2 separate regions of the Lactuca sativa genome follow, and region 1 is linked to region 2. A link is a contact called in public Hi-C data. All regions are on one chromosome and are shown on one strand. Each heading gives the region's core, a stretch centred on a gene start, on an enhancer-like site or on the middle of the called end of the contact. The rest is flanking DNA. Distances are from core to core; before and after follow the strand shown. Region 1 holds the start of LOC111885454 (magnesium transporter MRS2-I). Region 2 holds the start of LOC111885451 (protein transport protein SEC23).

Region 1 (6,622 bases), core at 2,843-5,342, 180 kb before region 2:
AATACACCCGAAAGAATCACCACCTATCAACATCCATAAAAAAATAAATAAATAAATTTTTTTTGTCTTTTCTGCAAAAAAGTTATTCTTCCAGCAAACCCTGAGCTAGCCTGCATGCCGGGTACCTAGTGGGCCCAATGTTTATTCTTCCAGCTTAAAGGTTGTTGGAAAAATAACTTTTTTTTCAGATATATTGATGCCAAATACGAAATATTGAATTTAAATTTCTACACGCACCCATTTGAACATGTAGCCATGATCATCATTCCATGTGTAAGGTATATTCATGCCAAATATTCCAGTCACCAATGCATAGATTGACATACATAAAGTTCCTGAACTTAAAAACAGCTCCAACTGCAATCATAAATACAATCAAAAACTAGATTAAAAAAAAAAAAAAAAAAAAAAAAAAAAAAAAAAAAGTGTATCCAGTCCTATGTAAAAAGTGCTGACCAAAAGAAAATATTATGGGACAAAAAATATAATTTACCTGAATTAGCTGATTTCTATGATTATCAAGCTGCAGTACAAACAATTTCATAAATTAATTGTAAATTAATTGAAGAAATTAAAAATTTATTGCTTTTTGCATACCTGAATGTTGATGTAATCTTCCGTATCATCAATATATTCACGCAACTGCAGATTTTATTTGTCACGGAGTTAATAATAATAATAATAATGTCTGGTTGTTTAAACAAAAGTGGCAACAATTATACAATATCTAAAACACCTATCCATGAACCATGAAATTTTATGGATCAAAATTAGTCAAAATCACAAATAGTTTTATTAAGAACACATCTTTTTTTAATTTGTTTATTACATTTCTTCCTATTATAGCATTGTAGTTTGAAAAACATACAAAATTCTTGCAAAGCCATCTAGATACAAAGCAATTTTCACTTTTATAATAAAAATAAATAAAAGTACAATGCTTATAATTGGGTAGATTTTCCAAAGTAACAATGCCTTAATAAGAAAAAACCTTGAAAATACAAAATAAAAGTAGCATGCTATAATACGGACACATATAAAAAAACTACATTGCTCTTTCTTGCATTTAACCCAAATAGAACCTACATTTTGCTTTTTGTTTTCCAAAACAGATAGAAAAGATGGTTTTTAAGGGTAACAGAAAATAATTAATTGGCTAAAAATCGATAGAACAAAAAAAGTAAAGAATTAACATGACTCACACTCATTAACTTGTTCAAAGTTCCATCAATCTGCATAAAGTATGCCTGAAAGAAATCGAAAAAACAAAACCAATATAAACATAAAATGAAATAAATAAATAAAAAAGATGTAAAAATTGAAACCTCTAGAAGCATCTCGAGCTCCTCAACATCATTTTCATCTCCATGAACAGTCATCACACTCGCCCTGCTAGCCCTAGATATCTTTGAACCAATGGTTGGCGATCCATGAAACCAACCAGCTGCACCTCCACCTGAATCACTCACTGGTGATGCGGAGGATAATTTCCTCGATAAGTACAGATCCGCCATGTCATCATCATCGTCCAAAAGTCGCTCAAGTTCATCTCTCACCTGCAATAAACCACATATAGTCAGAACAGGACATGACATGACATGACATGACATGACATGACAGAACAGAACAATACAGCCTGTGTTTGGGATGTAATGGACCAGGATTGGAATTCATGTCAATAAGACAAAAGTTGCAGCTTTTTGTCAGGTGGAACAAAACAATGTCTTCTCTGTGTAAAAAGACATAAATGCCCTTCAAACATCATGTATATGTATATATACCTTTTGAACACGAGCAGTCAACCTTGTCATTGCACTTTTTAGTTTACGAACACGATCCAAGTTACGGCTACTAATCTGCCAATTAATAAAAAATCATAAAACAATTACATAAAATACGAAAATAAAAAAATATATATATATTTCGAATTCAATGGAAATTGGGCATATAGTTAACAATATAGAGTCAAATTTGACATTATAATTCATTTCATGATTTATTTAATAAAAAGTGGCATTGTTGTTTTGCATTAAAAAAAAAAAAAAAAAAAAAAAAAAAAAGAAAGAAGTAGATTTAACTAATATGACAATTGACCCCAAATACATTGCTATTATGTGCATTTAACCCTAGTTATAACTCAAGGATCACCCTCTTGTATAAAATTGTTTACATAAGTATTTTCTTCATATACTAAAAAATTTAAAGGCAAAATACAAGAATAGCAATGTACTTTCATGTATTTGTATATTATACCCTTTGTATTACAACATCATTCTTTCAATTTTTTTTCAACTTTTCCCTATTAAGACATTATATTTTGGAAAATGAAAAAATTTATCCAATTATAACAATGAAAGTTGATGTGTATGCATGACATTGCAACAACTTGATAGATTTTTTTTAAGTATAATATTGTTATAGGAAAAAAAAATGAAAGTTCATTGGTATTTCTTGTTTATAAGCCAAAAGATACCTTTGATGTAAGCTCATCTAAGGCTGGATAAGCATCAGTTTCTAACTCTGTAGTACGAGCAGCATGAAAGCTGCAAATGGCCTCTAGAAAAACCTCTAGTGCTCTGAATTCAAATGGAGATTCTGCATTTATATTAAAGAAACAAATGAAATCCATTTCTTTCAAAACACAAGATAATGCAAAAAGACAATAAGGTCCCTTTTGGGACTTAATATCATACCATCTTCTTCACCAGTTTCAACATCATGCTGTCCATTCAGTTCTCCATGATGGGCATTTAGGACAGGTAATCTCCTTCTTAGTTCCTCAACAACTGGTATTACATTATCATCTGAAGGATCTCGAAGCAACACCTGTTCAAAGTTCCAAATGCATGTAAGAAGAAATTTGGATAGAAGATTTGAAAGGGATATAATAAGGGGAAAAAGGAAAGAAATCCAAACCTCTTCAGCAGTGATAATAGCCTTGATATGCTGCCAAAAACCAACAAATCGACAGAAATATTAGTAGATAAACCAATTTGCTTTGATGAAATCTTGATGATGGATTCCTGTTTATAGCACTACATACAAAACAGAACATGTATTCTGTTTTATGACAATTTGCTTTGTGGTTGTTTAAGGCATAGGTTTAACTATTTGGTGAAATTTTTGATGTATCTATTAATTAGAATAGAAGGAAGCACTATAACTAAAGAACTCTATATACAAAAATAGTGTTTAAAGACAAAAATTAAACTGAATTTTTGAGTCAAAAATATTAGAAAGTGAGGTTTAACATCGAAAAGATAGTTTGAAGATGTGCTTGACTACAAATTCATGTTATATGATGCCATGCAATAAGACAAATTTCAAAACCAAATTATAGCATGTATAATTTTCCAGAAACTCTGGCATGATGACAAAAATCTCTGAATACTTACACGGTTGATATATTTATTGAAATTGAAACTATTCTATGGAAGATAACAAAAATCATTATTAATTTATAGATACTCTGGATTAAAAAACAATAAAGGAAGATAACATGAATCAAAATAGTAATGATAGTAATGATGAACTCACTTCCAAGTTGAGAACGATTGCCCTTTCACGGCCTAAAATTGTTGAAGGATAAGATAGAAGAGGATCAAGAATCCGAAGATCACGAGCATGAATCTGAACTCTGTGCATGATTGCGTACTTATCGATATCCATAATCGTTTCATTCACGTCAGAATCGATCGATATCCAACTCCTGGCACTCGCTGTCCCCTTCTTCTTCACCAGCATACCAACGCCACCATCTCCCGACGTCGTTTCGGTCTCCGGCTGCACCACTAACACGTCTCGAGTCATCTCTAACAATCATCCCCAAAATTAAACACTGATTTTTTTACAAATTCCTGGAAACGGTGTTGTATTGTTTGCATGAACCTCTCACCACACCACTGTTGGAACAAATATATGCGCGTAAAAACAAAACCCTAATCAATTTAGCAAACAAATTAGGGTTTCTAAACAAACAAAAAAAGATCGAGAGAGATCACATTTTTTCGAAAAATTTGGTTGATTAGAGAACAGAAGTCTCAGATTTCATGCCTCCCCCTAAATATGCTGACATGCTTCTGAGATCCCTTTTCTTTTTTTATTGTTTTTTTTTCAGCATTAAATAATCATTTATTACTCTTCAAGCATCCATTTTTCAAAGACTTTGGACTGAATTGTAAATTTCTCATTTTCTCTATTTAATAAAATTACGAAACTACCCTTAACTTTCTGTTGTTTATTTGTTTCCTATCACTCAAGTCTGAAAATTAGTTAGCAAAATCGTCCTCATCTCCAACTATGTTGACCCCTTTTTGTTACAAAGTAATTGAAGATAATTTAGCAAAATCGTGAACATCTCCACTCTATTGACCCATTTTTGTTACAATGTGTAAGGGCATAACCGTAATTTTCGATACACTAGCTTAGCTTTTTTGTTTTCTCTATTATATTTTTCCCATTTTTCTTTTTTGTAATTTTGGACTTATGACGACTTGTTTTATGTTAAAATGGCACCAAAGTGAGGTTTTTCATCAAAATAATAATTAAAAAAATCAATAATAGAAAGGTTAATTCAGCAAAAGAGGGATTTGGTAGGGTTGTTTTATGGGTTGTTCGATATGTTTTTTTATCGGGTCTGGTAAAATGTTATGTCTGATTTAGTCAAATTTAGATCGTTTGATATAGCAAATAGAAGTCTCCAATTTAGTCTTATAACATTGATCAACATCGATTAAACCTTATCTAAATCAGTCTAACCAAACAATTCACTATCAAACATCCACCAACATTATAAATTTAGTATGAAGTTTACTTTTAGGGACAAAGTTTTATTTATTATTTTAATTTAAACATTCAAAATATGTATCTTCGTTACAATTGTGTGGTTATGTTTATAACAAGATGGACTATTCTTTTAAGTCCTTTATACAACAAGACAGAAAAATGCAAAAACTAAAATCATTGGACTAAATTAGACAATCATAATATATTACAGGGAATATTTTCAAAGTTACTTTAAAAAGCGACTAAAAGGCATAAAAAACACCAAAAAGGAATTGGTTAACCACTTCCTTAGAAAAGTACCAAATTTTCTGCCAAATGTTTCCAAAAACATCCAAGGAAGATTATCAAATCAATTATTGTTTTATTTAAAAAAAAAAAAAAAAAAAAGGAATTATTGTTTTTTTAAATGATCATGTAGATGTAATGCTTGGTTTAAGTATTTTTAATTTAGGGACTGTATGTGTAATAAAAAGAAAATATGAACAATACTATAAAGGCCAAAGTAATTGATTCTTCTATTTTTTAAGCATTCCATTAACATTTTTATTTTATTGTCCAAAACAGATAATTTTTCTTTTCAAATAGTTTTTCACCAAAAATAATATTTTTAATACTAGTAATCATTATCCGAAATGCTAGCCTAACAATTAATCTCCAATTAATCTTGATATGTGATACGCATGATAAATTATTTTAAATAAACATTATATAGAAAATTCAGTAGACTCAAGAAATTAATTGGATTTATACAATTATACGTATTTTATTATTATCCAAATATATTTAATATTAAGTTAATATTTTTCAAATATAGATACAATTTTGTTGTCTTTTGCTTTTAATATTCTTTCTTTTCTCTAAATTTCCTTTTTGGGAAAATGCGCAAACGATTGGACGAAATTTGAAGTAACGCCCATCCTATTCACGAATAAATTCGTTTGCCTTTATTTGTTAAAATAATTGTTTTTCTTTATACCCAAAATATTACTTTATTTTCTTCAATTCTACACAAATTTTTTGCCAAAATTAAAAATAGAAATATGCTATTTTTTCTATTAATTGCTTAAAAAGTTATATGATGGAAATTTATTACAAGGTTCGCCGATAAAAAAAATATGAACCTCCTATTATTTGACAAGATGTAAAACTGAACTATAAAAAAGATGGAATCTTACTTAAAAATTAATTGAACTTTAACATGCGGGTGACAAAAAAAAATATGATTTAAATGCATTTGAAGGGCTTCAAAGAAAAGTTAAATAATATATCAACATGGAATATGGAATAATGGACCATGTACGATGTATCCGGTAATTTTAAGCAAATATTTTATTAAATTTATTAAAAATAACATCATTCGTTTAAGGGAAAATGATACAAATGTCCTTTTAACTTTCTAGTGTTGGTCATTTTAGTCCATACACTATTTACATGGCTTTACGAGAGAACGAACTCGTATTTGTTGGGTCGATTAAGTTATTTTTTAAGTTTTGAAGGGATAAGTCAGTCACATTTTTGTCACTGTTAGCGGACTCATGTTTATTGTATTATTGTATAGAATATTAGTTAGCCCATTACTTACTTAGCTCTTTTGTGTTGGTCCTCTTTACATTGACCAATTGTACTCCTTGTATGCATTTATATGTATTCAGTAATACATCTCAATTCATGGGAAATTATCTCTTAGCATGGTATTAGGTTGATTATTCTAAACCCTAGTCGATCCTTCTGTTTGTCGACCCCCTCATCAGTCGACGCTTTCTTTCTTCTTCTTTCGCCTTCATTCTTTTCTTCTCCATCGATCTCCATCAATGACAGGAACTAGTGAAAGCAACAA
Region 2 (7,012 bases), core at 1,382-3,881:
ACGACCCGATCACCGATTCCCGATTCAACATCATTTGAAAAAACGCGGTTTCATCCGGACTACTATTGAAAACATCTATAAATTGTGATCTTCTTAAATGATACATGAATTGTGGGTAGAGAGAAAAATTTGTAGATAACCGGAAAGATCCGGGATCTTCCGGAATATAATCCCCGAACTTTCCGGCGAAACGGATAAGCTCCTTGTCGAGCCACCGCACGACTTCCCTCGGAAAATTCCTTTCCGTCTCCCGGACCGCCAACCTCGCCATCACTGCCGCCGCGGTCTCCTGGTCAAACCCGGCGGCGATCTCCGGTGCGCCGCCGCTAACCCACCGCCGAGCTGCCGACGTCACGCGCTTCCTAAACCCCATGTTTCCGTGTCGATATTTTGTTATGAATTGTATGAAAAACGCAGTTCCCGGTTGTGCTTTTTGTTCTTGAGTGATTTCGAATAGAAACGCGATGCATGTTTTATCGGTTATTGTCCCGAGTTTCCAAATGTTCGACCCGTTTTGTTTCCGGGTCGAAACACACGGGCCGATTGCCCCGGATACTTTCACGTCTTTTGTTGTGATTATTTCGATTGTTACATCGAAACACATGGTTAAAAACCCGTCTTCATCGCGCGAAAAAATGTGGCGTAAACATTTTTTGAATTGATCCGATTCGAAGGATTCGGATAGCATCACGAACCCGCCGGATCGCTCCACCGCGGGTCGGACCTCCGTGACCCCGATTTGATCCAACGAACACGCGAAAAGATCAAGAACCATCGATAAATCGGATAGTTTTTCGGATATTTGTTTATAAAAATCGGAAGATTTTTTATAAAAAACGGTGTTCCCGGTGTTGATGTCTCGGTGGGTCCGGATTGATTGGTTGAGATCTTGGGATACGATTGTGCCGGGACCGATGGTTGCGGGCCCGGATGTGAATACCATGATGCGGGACCCGGTGGGGACTAGAGAACCTTCTAGAAGGGCTATGGCAACTAGTATCGCGGCTCCGGTACACCGGGGAGGGCGGTGGCCGGAGGATGGTGGTGGTGAGTGGCGGATGTCTTCGATGGCGGTGGTGATGTTGAATTCACATTCGGAAATTGGTAAAATGAAATTGTGTTTTTGTGTATTTTGTGGTTTTCCAAGTTGTTGTCTTGTGGGATGGATTCCGAGAAACTCTATGATCTGATAATGAAAAAAATAAAATGTTAGAAAGTGTAAGAAAGTGTAAGAATGTAAATTGCTTTGTATTTAGATGACATTGCTATAAGTAGGAGTGGATTTTAACAAGTACAATGTTGTAATAAGAAGAAATGAAAGTATATGCTTCTTCTTGCATTCAAATCTTTTACTGATTATGTTAATGAGAGGAAAATGTAAGGCATTAAGCTATCTCATCAATATTCATGTGGTTTGGTGAGTAATATGTAATAACTTGTTTTCTCCCCATCAAGTCCATTAAGTCAAAAAGAAATGGCATGAAAATTGTGAATTATAAAGAAACTTTTCTCAAAGTTTTGGGAACAATAAATAATCAAAAAGGAAGAAAAAAAATGCAACAGTATAATGAACTAAGTTACAGGTTGATATACTTGCAAATTAAAGAATTATTGGGCATCCTAATAAGAACTATATAATCAATTTGTGGATTTTTTTTTCATTTTTCAGGAAGTTTCTAGCTACACGAGAGTATGTACTCATAATTCACAGCAAGATGAAGATGAAGATGAACAGAAAAGAAACGAATTTGTAATACCTGGCTAGAAGAAGGCTTGCGTTCACCATGTAAGACAACCACCCGTAAACACTCAGTAAACCCAAGATCATACACCCTCACCATTGAATCAAAAACAATCAACCCTACCATGGCATTTTCCGGCAGCTGTGCAACAATCAACAGCAACTCATTCTTAAGTGCTTTAAGTTCATCCTCACTTGAACTACCATCCACGACAAAAACAAACGCCGGCCCAATCCCTATTCCCCTCCCTGTTAACCCTCGTTGATCTAAACTCGACAACGAAGACGAAGAAAACGAGGACGAATTCGATTTAGCCAACCCTGATCCGTTACTAGTTCCCCAATTGTGAACCGGATTGGAATTCATCCGGGTCGGAGTCATCAAACCCTGGTGACCTAATTGGTATTCAACAGTACTGTAAGTTGGGAAAAGCTCAGCAGGAATATTGTTCTCGCCGATTTCGGCGTACGATCTTGGAAATGAATTCTTCTGATAGCAAAAAGGGCAAATCCAGATTCGAGAAGGGTAATCGACACGAGCGTACGGGTTTAAGACGGAGCCACATCGAGAACAGATCAATGGATCGTAGGATAGGAGTGGAAGTTCGTTGAATTTCATCAATGGAGTTTGCATTATGGACAAAGGGATTACCAGATCGTTTGATTCGGTTCTTGATACTGGCCATGAATTCCATGACCATCGTAGGCCTTCGATTGCTTCCAATTCGACGAAATCCATTTTGATTAGCTTGAAACTAAGTCGGAGTTGCGTTCGCCATCAAGATTACTTTCTTGGATCGAAGGGTTTCATCCAAGTTTATGATTATTTCAGGAAACACTGGGCAGCATAGATGACGATTCCGAGGAGAGGAAAAGTGATACACGTGATGTCACGTGCCTTTTTTTTTTTTTTTTTGAAGAGTTTTCAAGTTTTCATCATATTTTAACACATTTTAATTAGGATTATATGAAAAGCCATTGTAGTTTTAGTGTTTTACACATTTTAATTAGGATTACTAGCCTATATATGTTATAAAACTAATTATAAAATTTTTCTAGGAAAATATATATATATATATATATATATATATATATATATATATATATATATATATATATATATATATATATATATATATATATATATATATATATATATATATATATATCATTGTTCTACAAAATTGATTGTTATACTACTCATGGAATGAATAAGTATGCATTGCTCACTGTTCCATGTCATCCACAATGAAAGTAATATAAGAGTTGAATAGGGTGATGATTAGGATTGAATAAGAGTTGAATGGAATGTGGGTAATAATATGAGATAGAGTTGAATAGAAGAGTTAAATGATCATTGAATTGTTCAATAGAAATAATAAAATGATGATTAGGATTAAATAGGTGTTTAATGGATTGTGAGTGGCGTTGTATAGATATTTAATGTATGATATGACAATACATTGAACTTTATAAAGTTCAAATGGATTGTGGATGCCCTCACCACACCATAAAAAAAATTATTATTTTTAATACAAATATTATTTATTGAATAAAAATAGGGATATATACAGTAAAGTCCCAATATTTTTATCGATTTGACAAGAAAGTCCTAAACTTTATTTTTTTGACAGTAAAGTCCAAATTACCGGCAGTTTTTGACACTTTTACCTTTTTTTCCCGGTTAGCCGGTAATTAGGATTTTTTTGCCAAAAAAAATAAAGTTTAGGATTTTCTTGTCAAATCGTCAATTAGGACTTTACTGTCAAAAAAATAAAGTTTAGGACTTTTTTGTCAAATCGTTGAAAATATTGGGACTTTAGTGTATATATAATTTTTTTGGTTAGAAATTTAATGGTATGATACTCTTTAAGCATAAGAGTTATTGAAACCTTCTCTAATCAGCTAGATCCTATTGAAATCCTTTACGTTTGCTTCTTGTTAAATCGTTTTTTTAATCTCAACGAACCGACATTGAAAAAAATTGAGATAATCAAGAAAGAAAGAAAGAAGCAGGGTTGTGTTGGCTTTTTGCAGTCTCAAAAATGGAGAAATTAGAAACCTAAAAAAACAAAATTGTCTTAGCTTTATACAAACACAAACAACACATGCCTAGTCAAAAGGGTGTGAATGTGGAGAAGGGAAAGAAGGGCAATTTCATTTTTTTCGGTTTCTTATTTCTCCATTTTTGAGACTGCAAAAAGCCAACACAACCCTGCTTCTTTCTTTCTTTCTTGATTATCTCAATTTTTTTCAATGTCGGTTCGTTGAGATTAAAAAAACGATTTAACAAGAAGCAAACGTAAAGGATTTCAATAGGATCTAGCTGATTAGAGAAGGTTTCAATAACTCTTATGCTTAAAGAGTATCATACCATTAAATTTCTAACAAAAAAAATTATATATTCACTAAAGTCCCAATATTTTGAACGATTTGACAAAAAAGTCATAAAGTTTATTTTTTTGACAGTAAAGTCCTAATTGACGATTTGACAAGAAAGTCCTAAACTTTATTTTGTTGACAAAAAAGTCCTAATTACCGGTTAACCGGGGAAAAAGGGTAAAAATGTCAAAAACTGCCGGTAATTTGGACTTACTGTCAAAAAAATAAAGTTTAGGACTTTCTTTTCAAATCGATGAAAATATTGGGACTTTACTGTATATATCCCATAAAAATAATATAAAAATTACAAATATTTATCTCTAACGTTATTTTTTTCAAATCTAGTATCGTTCGAAGGTCATCGACTTCCAAATCATCTATCTCCCTTACAAGGAATTCTAATTCTACCTTTTGGTTTTTGCATCATAATATTTTCTTGCGGTACAATTAAGTATTCGCCTATTTTTATATTCTTCGAAAAGTTATTAAAAGAAAATGATGCAACTCTTTTATTTTATCCCTTCAAATTGGGGTGGAGGTTGTTTTGATGTGAGGTCGTCGTCTTTGTCATTAAGTTTGATATGAAAACATGTGTCCGATGTTGTGTGTGTAATCTTTGGATTTAGATGGCTTTGACCTTTTAAAGCCTCATGTTTTTCATCCAACATCGATAGAGCCCTGGTCTACAATTTCATATTATATACCAACCTTTGTGGTGGCTAAACGACTTCCCAAACTTTTTAATATGATACTACTCGAGTGTCATTTGTAAATGTTCATGTCGTTGACACTACTTTGTTTGCGTTACTAAGTTGTAAATATTGTTAAAATTGTTGATATTCTGTTTCAATTCACTGAACATAAAAATACCGATCATCAATCTAGTATTTGTAACCCATTGGGTTATAGAATTGGGCCATAAAATGCCTTAAAAACACATGTTTTAGCATTCTTGATCGAGCTATCTATATCTATTGGAGGTATGTCTGTCGACATAACATGCTAATTAAATGATGATTAATTGCATGACCCTATTTGGGCTACAAAGGTGGCTCAACTAGAATAAAATATAATTAAATTAATTAATTAATATTTTATTTGTCAAATAACTAGAGGTGAGTAAAACCAAGCCCAAATACCGTAAACCGATGAAAATTGATGAAACCGTAGAAACAAAAACCAAACCAAAACTAGTGATTAGACTTCACAAGATGAAAAATCATCTTCGGTTTCGATTTTTGGTTATGAAATCGACCCAAACCCGAAACCGACCCATAATATATAATTCTAATTATTTTATATTTAATATGTACTTTAAAAAATTAAAAGAAAAAAACAAAATATGGAACCTAACTTAGTAAGTAAAGATTGAAGATTGGTATTTTTATGGTGTTTTCATGTTTGATTGTAATGGAATGTTGTTGTTTTAATTTGATGGTGTGTTCATTTTTTGGTTGTAAACATATAAACTTAGTAGTTTTAATACTTCCTTGAATTATTAAATTGGTTTGTGTTGTTTTCGATTGGTTCTAAATGGTTGGAATATTAGAAAATGGACCTAATTTATTTTGTTTACATTTGCTGGGAAATGGGTTAAACCCAAAACTCACGGGTTTAAACCCCAAAACCATAAACCTATGGGTTGAACCCGAAAACCCAATAAACCAAGAAACTGAACCCAATGGGTTCTAAAAACTAAAAACCGAAATTAACAGTTCAGTTTTGCCCCAAAACTAACCTATGCTCACCCCTACAAATTAACTAGAAGTTAATTACTAATTAATCATGTGGAATTAATTTTTTATTTATTGATTCATCAAAGAAATAACTAGAAATTAATTAAGAAGACTAATTATGCAATAATAACTAAAAGGTTTGTATAATGCTAATGTTACCGATCAAATTTTAAAAGCTAAGAAAGGCTATTCGTGTTGAGGCAAGACCAAAAGGAGTCTCCGTGCAAGAAAAACCCTAATAAATTCATTATCCACCTCTTCTCCCTCTCATATCTCTATTTGATAGCACAAAAACCCTCTATTAGTGTTGGTTTTGTTTTTGCTTCACCACCAAAGGAAAAATGACTTGAAGGTCTTGCTTGTTTATAGTCAAGGGGTGTGATTATATTAGAGAGATTCTATTTTAGATCATTCATCTTCTTGACATCATAAATGTATTCTTCATAAACCCCCTTGTAGATAGTTAGTTGGCATTTGTTATTGAACAATGATCTATGGTTCAATCATAATGTTATGCTAAATTGCTTTTGTTGCTTATGTATTTCGATATATCGAAATCAACAACATGATCCAACACTATCCTAAGAAAATGTTGACTCTGCACGACACAATTCCGCTTTCCCCTTTTCATTAATTTCTCATGTTGTTTCTTTGTATTTTTAGAGCTCTTAAATTTGTGGTGGTTCGGTTTGTGTTTCAGAAACTTATTTAGGTTGTATATCAGGGACATTCAAGTTGGAAATAATGCATAGGGGTGGGGTTTGGAAATGTTGCATTTTAGATAAATTATTTAGGTGAATTGAACAAGTTGGTAAAACTAAGTTGAGGTGAATGGACGAGATGCATATAACTTAGTGATAAAATGATGGTGATGAGTTATTTAGCATGAAGGAATTATCGAATCTTGGTGCTGTTAAAGATGTGAAGCAATTTTTATTTGATGGTGGGGTGGTTTAGTTTGGTTCCATTTGTGAGAAATTGGTAGGGCTTAAGAGAGAAAGTTGGATGAAGTGTGAAATAGAAATGGTAGATGTTTGGTATGTTACAGAGTTTATTTTGGAAAAAAAAAATTGATATATTAAACGGTATCGTTGGATATTAAGGCCTCAAGGGCAACATCTGTCACCACTCCACAAAGACATCACACACCATG

Evidence for each region. A called contact is a pair of places that touch in the nucleus more often than the background predicts.
Region 1: a Hi-C map of leaf shows a contact between it and region 2, with 6 times the contacts expected there. The contact joins the promoter of LOC111885454 here to the promoter of LOC111885451 in region 2. A contact is called at or near these places in 3 of 4 Hi-C or Micro-C datasets (bud and leaf).

The regions. Positions count from the first base shown.
Region 1 is chr5:171,417,208-171,423,829 of Lsat_Salinas_v11, reverse strand. LOC111885454 (magnesium transporter MRS2-I) reads right to left here and starts at 4,092. Exons shown (of 11, transcript XM_023881708.2): 1 at 3,538-4,092; 2 at 2,917-2,946; 3 at 2,694-2,826; 4 at 2,474-2,595; 5 at 1,782-1,856; 6 at 1,326-1,556; 7 at 1,203-1,247; 8 at 598-642; 9 at 494-523; 10 at 238-357; 11 at 1-23. The coding sequence starts at 3,810.
Region 2 is chr5:171,231,518-171,238,529 of Lsat_Salinas_v11, reverse strand. LOC111885451 (protein transport protein SEC23) reads right to left here and starts at 2,631. Exons shown (of 2, transcript XM_023881705.3): 1 at 1,758-2,631; 2 at 1-1,186. The coding sequence starts at 2,480.